2 separate regions of the Gossypium arboreum genome follow, and region 1 is linked to region 2. The links are chromatin contacts, called in public Hi-C maps. All regions are on one chromosome and are shown on one strand. Each heading gives the region's core, a stretch centred on a gene start, on an enhancer-like site or on the middle of the called end of the contact. The rest is flanking DNA. Distances are from core to core; before and after follow the strand shown.

Region 1 (4,521 bases), core at 1,228-3,727, 39 kb before region 2:
CTTTAGGTCATTCAAAAGTGTAATGAACTCACTAATGTGAACCCTAGTGGACATTCTTTTGTCCATACGAAACGTGTACAAGTGTTGCTTCAACACCAATTGGTTGGCCAATAATTTTTTCTTATAAAGGGTTTCTAAATTCATCCATAAAGCAACCGCTGTTTTTTTTATGAGTACTTCCTATAGTACATTATTCGTGAGGCATAATTGAATCCTGGATAGAGTTTTTTCATCAAGCTCTTCCTATTTTGATTTTTTCATACCTTCGAGCTTTTTACCAATAACGACCTTTAAACCATTCTAAACTAGAAGTGTTGTCATCCAAACCTACCATAAACTGAAGTTTGTGATCCTATCAAACTTCTCAATATCAAATCTAATTGTTGCCATCCTAAATGAGTTAATTTGTGAAAGCTGAACCAAGCTCTGATACCAATTTGTTAGGGATTGATCCGAATGAGCAATAAGATAGTAAAAGTAGAGATGAATGAACACAAATATTTACATGGAAAACCCTCGCCGAGGGATAAAAAACCATGGGCAAATGAGGCTTCAGCTTTTCACTAAGCAACAAATAAAAACTATAACGATGGAAAGTATTCAACCCGAACACAAAGAACAAATCCCTAAAAAAAACTAAATATGCTAACTACAAAAGCTCTCCCTAAAAACTCTTTAACAAATCTCACACAAGAGATATATAATGCAAATCTGATTCTACTAAACAGGGTTCAAAAGGTCTTTTAAATAGTCTTGGGACATGGGTCCAATATAACTAAAATGTCCTTATAGGAAATAGAGTTTGATTGGGAGAATAAGTCATGTTGAGAGTAAAAAAACGTGGTTGTATTTGAGCAAAAAACATCGCCTCGTTGTGACATGGCCTACCTACTCATCATGACATCGCAACCTTGCTTGGCTACCAAGGGCGTCGCATGGCTTTTTTCTCCTTTTCGATTTCTCATCTTAAGTGCATACAACGTGTTTGATAAATGCAAGGCACATTTCACATTAATAATGTAAAATACTCGAAAGGTACGTATATACATGATTATGTGAGTAGTGATCATTTGGTTGGTTGAATACATGTATTTATGCTTGTTGATGAAATATGATTAATAACAATGATAATTGCCTTATTAACGTTGTCGAATAGAGTCACAGATATAGTTGGCATGCCATAGGGTCTGTTTTGATAGGTGGGAGATTTAGCCCTATGTGTGTACATATGAGACAATTCTCTAATACCCTAGGGGTCGAAAACATATCATCTGCTCAAATACCCTAAGGGTACAAGCATATTCAAGTGTGGTAAGTGGAATTGGTGTATTTATGCCTAATTAGCACTTTAGTGCGTATTTGGTGTAAAGGTAAATTGATCTGAATATCCGTCATTTTATTCGATTTGGTTAATAAGTATTAAATCATGACGTGTTAAATATATATTGAATTGAAGTGGATGTTAGTATAAATATAGGTCGGCATTGACAAAAAAAATACACTTATATCAAAAATATATATTTTATTAGCCAAACACATAATGGAAAATTAAAATCTTTATAATCATAAAACTTGGAATTACAACCCTAATATCTACAATTTCCACTCATTTCTAGATTATTTCCAAATATATCATTAATGTTAAATTTATTTATATTTTTATGAAAATATTATTATAAAATTATTAATTGAACCGTATTTTTATTCATACTAATCGTGTTAATAATTGCACATGTGCTTTGGTCATTTAGTAGGTTTTATTATAACAATGGTGAATGAGATTTTTATTATGTGTAATAATTATTTTTAAAGTAGTATTAATTCTATATAAAATTTGATAATTTAACCTGAAATAATTTAATAAATGATTTTATATAAATTTTAGCACATTTATACTGCAATATCATATTATGCCACATATTATATTATATTTAAACTATTTTAATCATATATATTTATAATATATTTGAACTTTTGAATTGATATTATAGGTAAGATAATCAAGATTGTATTAATGGATGTACAGTTGTTTTATATTGGTACATACGGATACTAGTATGCTTTGTTGTACCATTTTGAATATATCAATACTTTTAGATGTTTTAAAATTTAAAATATTAAAATCTTATACCAATCAATATGAGTTAGTATGTACTAGTACAAATCAAAATACACCGATACAACAGATGAAATTTAAATTAGAACGAAATTAAATTTTGTTATTTCAATTTATTACCAGAACAAGACGTTTCAAATCATACAGAATTAACTTCTTTGATTAAGAGTGAATAAGTCACCAATTCAATTAAAAATAATTAAAAAATCATTTTAAAAAATAGTAAATATAATTATGCGAGTGCTTTTTATATTTTTCCGAAATAAAGAGAAAAATATTTGAACTTCAAAAACCAAAGGCTTCAAATCCTACTTTTTGTGGGCTTAAATGGGCCTAGGATTTCAGCTCCACCCCCAAGTCACTCAACACTCTCGTAAGCCCACAAAAAGCCAATAGAGAAAGAATAGGTAGGGTTTTTTATCCCTACCACTGCGCTGCCATAAGAGTACAGGGAGAAACCAGGGAACGGGCCATAGCAGTGAGCGGCAGCTTATCTTCTTCTTTATTACAAAAATGGTTGCTTTCAGGGTAAGTTACCAATCGATACCCATTTCCATTATTTGTGTTTTTTTTTATAAAGCTGTAATGGGATTTTTTGTCTTGATTTTTATTTGGAAAAAACAAAACATAGTTTCATCAGTACCAAGTGGTGGGGCGAGGTCTCCCAACAGAAGGAGATCAGCATCCTAAGATCTACAGAATGAAGCTTTGGGCCACCAATGAAGTCCGTGCCAAATCCAAGTTTTGGTCTGTAAAATTACATTTTGCTGATCAGATTTGTTATTCTTGTTTTTTTTTACCCTTTATTTGATTTTTTTTTAAAATTTAGGTATTTTCTGAGGAAGCTGAAGAAGGTGAAGAAAAGCAATGGACAAGTTTTAGCAATCAATGAGGTATTGACCATTTCTTGTCCTTTAGATCTCTTTTGAAAGTTTTAAACCCTATAAGTGAAATGGTGTTTCATTTGTATGTTGGATGTAGTTTGAATTTTTTAGCTGCTCGAGTTAAGTTGGTTGCTTTATTTAGTGTGACATTTACATGTTGGATAAGCGATAGTCTTCGAAAGAAATATGTGAATTTCTGCTCGGGCTTGAAGTCGGAATCCAACATTCTATCTAAAAAATGTATGTACCAATCTGTTTACTTAGATCTAAAGGAAGCACTCTGCTAATGAAGGTGGCAGTTTGTTATTCAGCTGAGTTTTGTCTCTTTGGTCATTAATTGGACAGAATCAAGTACCACTGCTGATATATACCTGTGTAGGAGACAACATACATGCATATATACCTGCGTTGACAGTTGAGTACAGGGAAGAAAATAATGTTTTATACATTACATTTGTGCACTGGGGGTGGCTCAGTTGTGTTCCATTGTTATGAAGGTTGCTTGTCTAAATATATATAAACTTGATTGGTGATCATAAGTTAGCATTCTTCTTGTTTTCCTCTTGGTGGAACAGGATCACATTTGTGCTATGATCATTGAGCCAGATGCTTGAGTATTATTTTGAATCACATCTAGTGATTTAACAGATATTGATATTTTCTCATGCTATGTTTTATATTGTAGATTTTTGAGAAAAACCCTACCAAGATCAAGAACTACGGCATTTGGCTCCGATATCAAAGTCGAACTGGTTATCACAACATGTACAAGGAATACCGGGACACAACTCTCAATGGTGCAGTTGAACAGATGTACGCTGAGATGGCATCTCGTCACAGGGTGAGGTTTCCATGCATTCAAATCATCAAGACAGCTACTATCCCAGCAAAACTTTGCAAGAGGGACAGCACCAAGCAATTTCACAACTCCAAGATCAAATTCCCACTGGTATTCAAGAAGGTCAGGCCACCTACTAGGAAGCTTAAGACAACATACAAGGCTTCCAAACCCAACTTGTTTATGTAGTAGTCCATAATTGGTGATGGTAGGGTAAAAGGCCTTTTAGGTTGATTACTTGTCGTGTTAGATGGATAGCATACATCAGATTTTGAGCACTTTATGTTTACTTTTGTGGTCCCTTATGTCTTGGAAGATTTTGTAGTTTGAGAAGTTTATTTTTAATTGATTACCATGGTGAATTACTATTTATAATAATATTGGACCATTGTCTAGTTGGTGAAGTTTCTGTTGGTTATCACTTTGCTATCACAAAATACTTCCTACAAGCATAAAAAATGACTTCTAATTTTACAGTTGAAACTTTACGTCTTAAATTATTTTTGAAAGATCTAAATACCAAATTTCCCTATTAGAAATACTGTAAACAAAGTAAAAGGTACACTAAAAATGGAAATAAGTGACTGGATTTCTTCCCAGTTAAAGAGTTAAAATTCAAGATCTGCCCCAAAATTTCCCTTCTATTTTTATCAATAGTACCTCCATCAAAAAGTTTCACGTTG
Region 2 (4,475 bases), core at 1,562-4,061:
CCTATAATATAATCTATATATGTATATATCATTTTAAAAAGGGGTTCAATTTAATCTTTCTTATATTATTCAATAGATTTCTAAATATCTTGTTTTTATTTGATTTATATTTTATAGATTTTAATTTACTCATTTATTTTTTTGTTTTCTTTTATTTTGATATTGTTTAGTAAATTAAATTTCAAATATCATTTGTTTTTGTATATTTGCATGAAATTCAATCATTTATGTTGATTTAACGTACATTTACATGAAATGTTGATATATATATGTATTATGCAATTTATATCATTGAATTCATAATGTTCTATGTTGCATTTTGCATGTAATAATAATGCATGAATATTTATGTTATTTCGATGATATATGCATAAAGTGATAATGTATATTGTATAATTTATGTCATTATTTATTACTCTTTATACTATATTTGCATAAAATGATAAAACATGTACTATATAGTTAGGTTTATTAAATATTAATTTCTTGTAAAATGTAAAATACATCATCATTCTCAAAACAAAAAATATCTCATTTCAAAAGGATTTTTTTTAAAAAAGTAAGGCAATGTTTCGATATTTAGAAATTCGAGAAGTAGTATCCTAACATGCTGGGTTGCGATTTCTCATTTGTCTAAATATCTAAAATATCCTTCTAAACAAATTTTTTACAAATCACAAGATGAATTGAGTTACAAAAGTTTAAAGATATCGTATCCAATCATGCTGGATGTGATGTTTGTACTCTTTTGAAGCAAATGAATCTTGATACTTTTAATTTAAAATATTACGGTTTTAAGGAAATTTCATTTCTAAATTCTTTCAAATTTCTGACATTAAGACTTAATTATTCAATTTGGTACCAATTTCGGGCGTTACGAGGGTGCTAACCCTTCTTCGAACGTAACCGACTCTTGAACCTGTCTTCTCGTAATTTCGTAGACCAAAGCATTTTATAAAGTGATCCAATCACACTTCAAAAGATTGATGGCGACTCTCATTTTCGTTTTTTTAAAAAAGTCGATCACTGTTTTTCGAACCTCCCTTTAAAAAATGGTTTCGACACATGAATTTAAATATTAAATGTAATATTAAAACTTCAAAATTTGTTTTGTCAAAATTGGTTACCAAAAGTCTAAGTTTCAAAGTGAAGATATAAGAAATCATCGTATTTTGCATAGATTTTTTTATTTGGGTTAACAGTTTCGACTAACCTACTTTAGAGTCTCATATCTTTTAACATAGGACTCATATAATCGAGATAACAATACCAAATGAAAGTACAAACTTTGCACTATAAAAAAAATAAATTTTTTTGAAACAAATAAACACCTAAAGATGGATTTCTAGTGCATCAAAGTTGGTTATTCGAAACTGTCATACCCCATCCCCCCAAAAAAAAAGTTCAAAAATTATTCTCTTAAATTACTTAACCAAAATGGATGCCACACATATCATTTTGGTACCATCAATGTTGTCAAAATCTCACTGAAATTTGGTAAACTATTAAACTAACCCAAATAAATACACGAGTTTTATGAAAAATAGTTTAAGTTCTGTTTTAAATAAAGAAGGAAAGTAATGAACAATAGAAATATGAGAATAAATAGAGCAAAATGAATTTAATTTATTCATTGATGTGATATTTACATTGCTTCTCTGAAGTCTATATTTATAAATATAAGAAATATAAATGATATAAAATTCTATTTCTAAGTGACATTGAAGTTCTAAAGTATACCAAACTTCTTATTCTAATGGACATCCACTACTATAATAATAAAATTGATACTAAGGTTTTTTTTCTCTCACTTATAAAGCTTTTTCCTCTTAAACATGTTACTTATAGGTAAAAAATACTACAAACCCTGTTGTACTATACCATAGATTGCATTTTAACTTTTCTACAAAAAAATAAACAAATTATCCCTATACATTAGATGAGTGAGCAAAATAGCTCCTCCATTAAATTTGCACTTTAAATGTTTGTTTTCTTGTTTATATATAAGGTATAACAACAAAATTAGTCTTCATCCTTTATAAATTTATTCAATTTGACCTCCACTATTTTATTGGGAATAAATTAGAAAATTTTAAAAGTAAATTAGTAATAATTTAAAAAAATCAATTAAGCACTTTTAAATTTTAAAATTATTTAAAACATCATAAAATTATAAAGAAAATTTATAAAAAAGAAGTTATAAAATTTTAAAATTATAATTTTTATTAAAATAACAATTTCAATCCAATAAAAAGATGAGGGTCAATTTTTTTAAAAATCTTATATAATTAGATTTTAGTGGGTCAACATTGTTAATTTTTATAAAAATTTATAACTTTTTTAATTTATAAGTTTTGTTTATAACTTTTATGATTTTTAATAATTTTAAAATTTAAAAGGGCTTAATTGATTGTTTTAAAATTTGTTACTAATTCCTTTTTGACCCTTTAGGCTTAATAGATTAATTTTTTTAATTTACTTCCAATAAAAGAGTAAGGGTCAAATTGAATAAATGTTTAAAGATTGATGACTAAATTTATTATATACCTTATATGTAAATGCCAAATTTTAATAGAGGAACTATTTTATTCAGTCATCTAACGAGCTAATTTACCAAAATTTTTCAATAGAAAAACTAAAATGCAAAGTTGATAAATTTTTGGTTGTTGAAAGACAAATTTCACTTCCATCCTTCATGGAAGCGTTGTGTTTGGCGTTGGGTTGGGTGTTTTAGAAGCCCAAGCAAGAGAATGCTAAATATATGGGCTTGCTTCTGGCAAACACCTAAAACAATTTAGGCAACGTATGTACACAAGATCAACATCTAAATTCAATGAGATTTGACAAAAATTTCAAGAAGTAAAATCAATCCGTGATGGGATTCAAGACTAAAACAGCCCTTCCTAAGGAATTAGGAAATGTAAGCGTAAAAAAGTAATTACTCTAATTTTATAAATTAAAAAAAAAAAAACTATTTATAGTACCCATATTACTTCTGTTTAATTTGTGTTTATAACTTTTTATTTAGATTAATTTACATTTGAGTCATCATTAGGTTATTGACTTGTAAAATTAACCCAACCTTAGATCTGATTTATTCAACTCATTAATGAATCCAAAAACACAATCTATCAACTTATTTGTCGCCATACTAATAATTTTCTTATCAACTATCATCATTCATTGCTGAACTTAAGACCTTCCTTGTTACAAGTAGTTGGACAGTTCCAATCAAAGGAGCTAGAGAATCGATAATCATAACTTCTCATAAGGAATTAAGTAATCATTGTATGATTATGAATATATTTCATGTATTTCTGCATTTTCTTATGCTATGCTCCTATATTTTATATTTTTATAATTTTCCATAAATTCTGTGTTCATTTTTCCCTTTTTTTTATTCTATTGTATTTTTCGACTAATAATACGGCATCTTGCAATGTTTATATCTATGGAAAGTTTTAGAATTAAGTTAAAGTTTTTAGCTTTATTTGTCTTTTGGAATTTCAATTCCTTACCCAATTAAAAGTGCAGTATCATTTTCTTTCAGCTTCATGATTATGGGTTGGAAAGGCAATGCTAGCTATGCCAACAAATGTTAGAAAATAGTTATGATTGAATCATGTTAATAAACCCTTGAGTGGAATGTTAATGCTAATGATGTTGAATTTTATTTGTCCCCCCATCATACAACAACTCATATTCCATTTCAATTAGAGTTTAGTTAAGACGAAAAGTGTTTTATTCAGAATAATCATCAAGTGTTAAGTACAGTTATAAAATATATTGTACTTTAAAAGAATGAACGCATGTTCATATCTTGAAGATAATATTATTGGAAGGAATAATTAGATTATAAAACAAACATGAAAAATACAATAAAAGATATAATAAAAAAAGTACATAGAAATTCATAACATAAGACTAGAAATTCCATCACACGAGTATTCGTGTGGAAACTACGAATTTAGAACACATATGTATGCTTAAAAATACCATGCAATAAATAATAAAACGTCTGGTTTGAAATTAATTAATCATAATAACACATTAAATATGTATAATATTTAAATACAAAATATATTAAATTGTGTAAAACGAAATTTAAACACATAAATACATCGATAAAAAATACTAAATGCACCACAATTATTTATCATGATTTTGTCATCAATTGTGAGTTAGTGTCGAGTTAACTTGTGACACCAACTCAATCAACAACATTATCTATACTATTTATTAAGTGTTTTAATAAGTTGGTGTCACCTCAAACTAAATAAAACTCTTAATAAATAGTATAGATATATAACAACTTGTCATTGTTACTATGAGTAATAATTAGAAGGTGTAATTATGGTTTTAGTCTACTTATTATGCTAAAATTTGTAATTTAATTTTTTATTTTAATCTTATATAATTTTACAATTTATTTCTATAATGTTATTAATAGATCTAAATTAATAATACTTTAATTA

Evidence for each region. Hi-C and Micro-C count contacts between places; a contact is called where the count stands out from the background.
Region 1: a contact with region 2 is called in a Hi-C map of leaf, with 2.0 times the contacts expected there. The contact joins the promoter of LOC108474179 here to the enhancer-like site in region 2. A contact is called at or near these places in 2 of 5 Hi-C or Micro-C datasets (both in leaf).

The regions. Positions count from the first base shown.
Region 1 is chr11:21,111,876-21,116,396 of ASM2569848v2, reverse strand. It overlaps LOC108474179 (60S ribosomal protein L18a-like), which reads left to right and starts at 2,477. Exons shown (of 4, transcript XM_017776102.2): 1 at 2,477-2,644; 2 at 2,748-2,863; 3 at 2,946-3,009; 4 at 3,686-4,242. The coding sequence starts at 2,630. The coding sequence ends at 4,027. LOC108474178 (plant-specific TFIIB-related protein PTF2) reads right to left here. Exons shown (of 1, transcript XM_017776100.2): 1 at 3,953-4,521.
Region 2 is chr11:21,072,912-21,077,386 of ASM2569848v2, reverse strand. No RefSeq gene overlaps it. Among protein-coding and RNA genes, the nearest start is that of LOC108473152, 3.2 kb to the left of the region's middle. Within about 2 kb of position 2,811, at least 1 of the 2 cell types and tissues checked has an H3K27ac peak or open chromatin away from gene starts, as enhancers often do. A contact at or near this core is called in leaf, where this site is marked.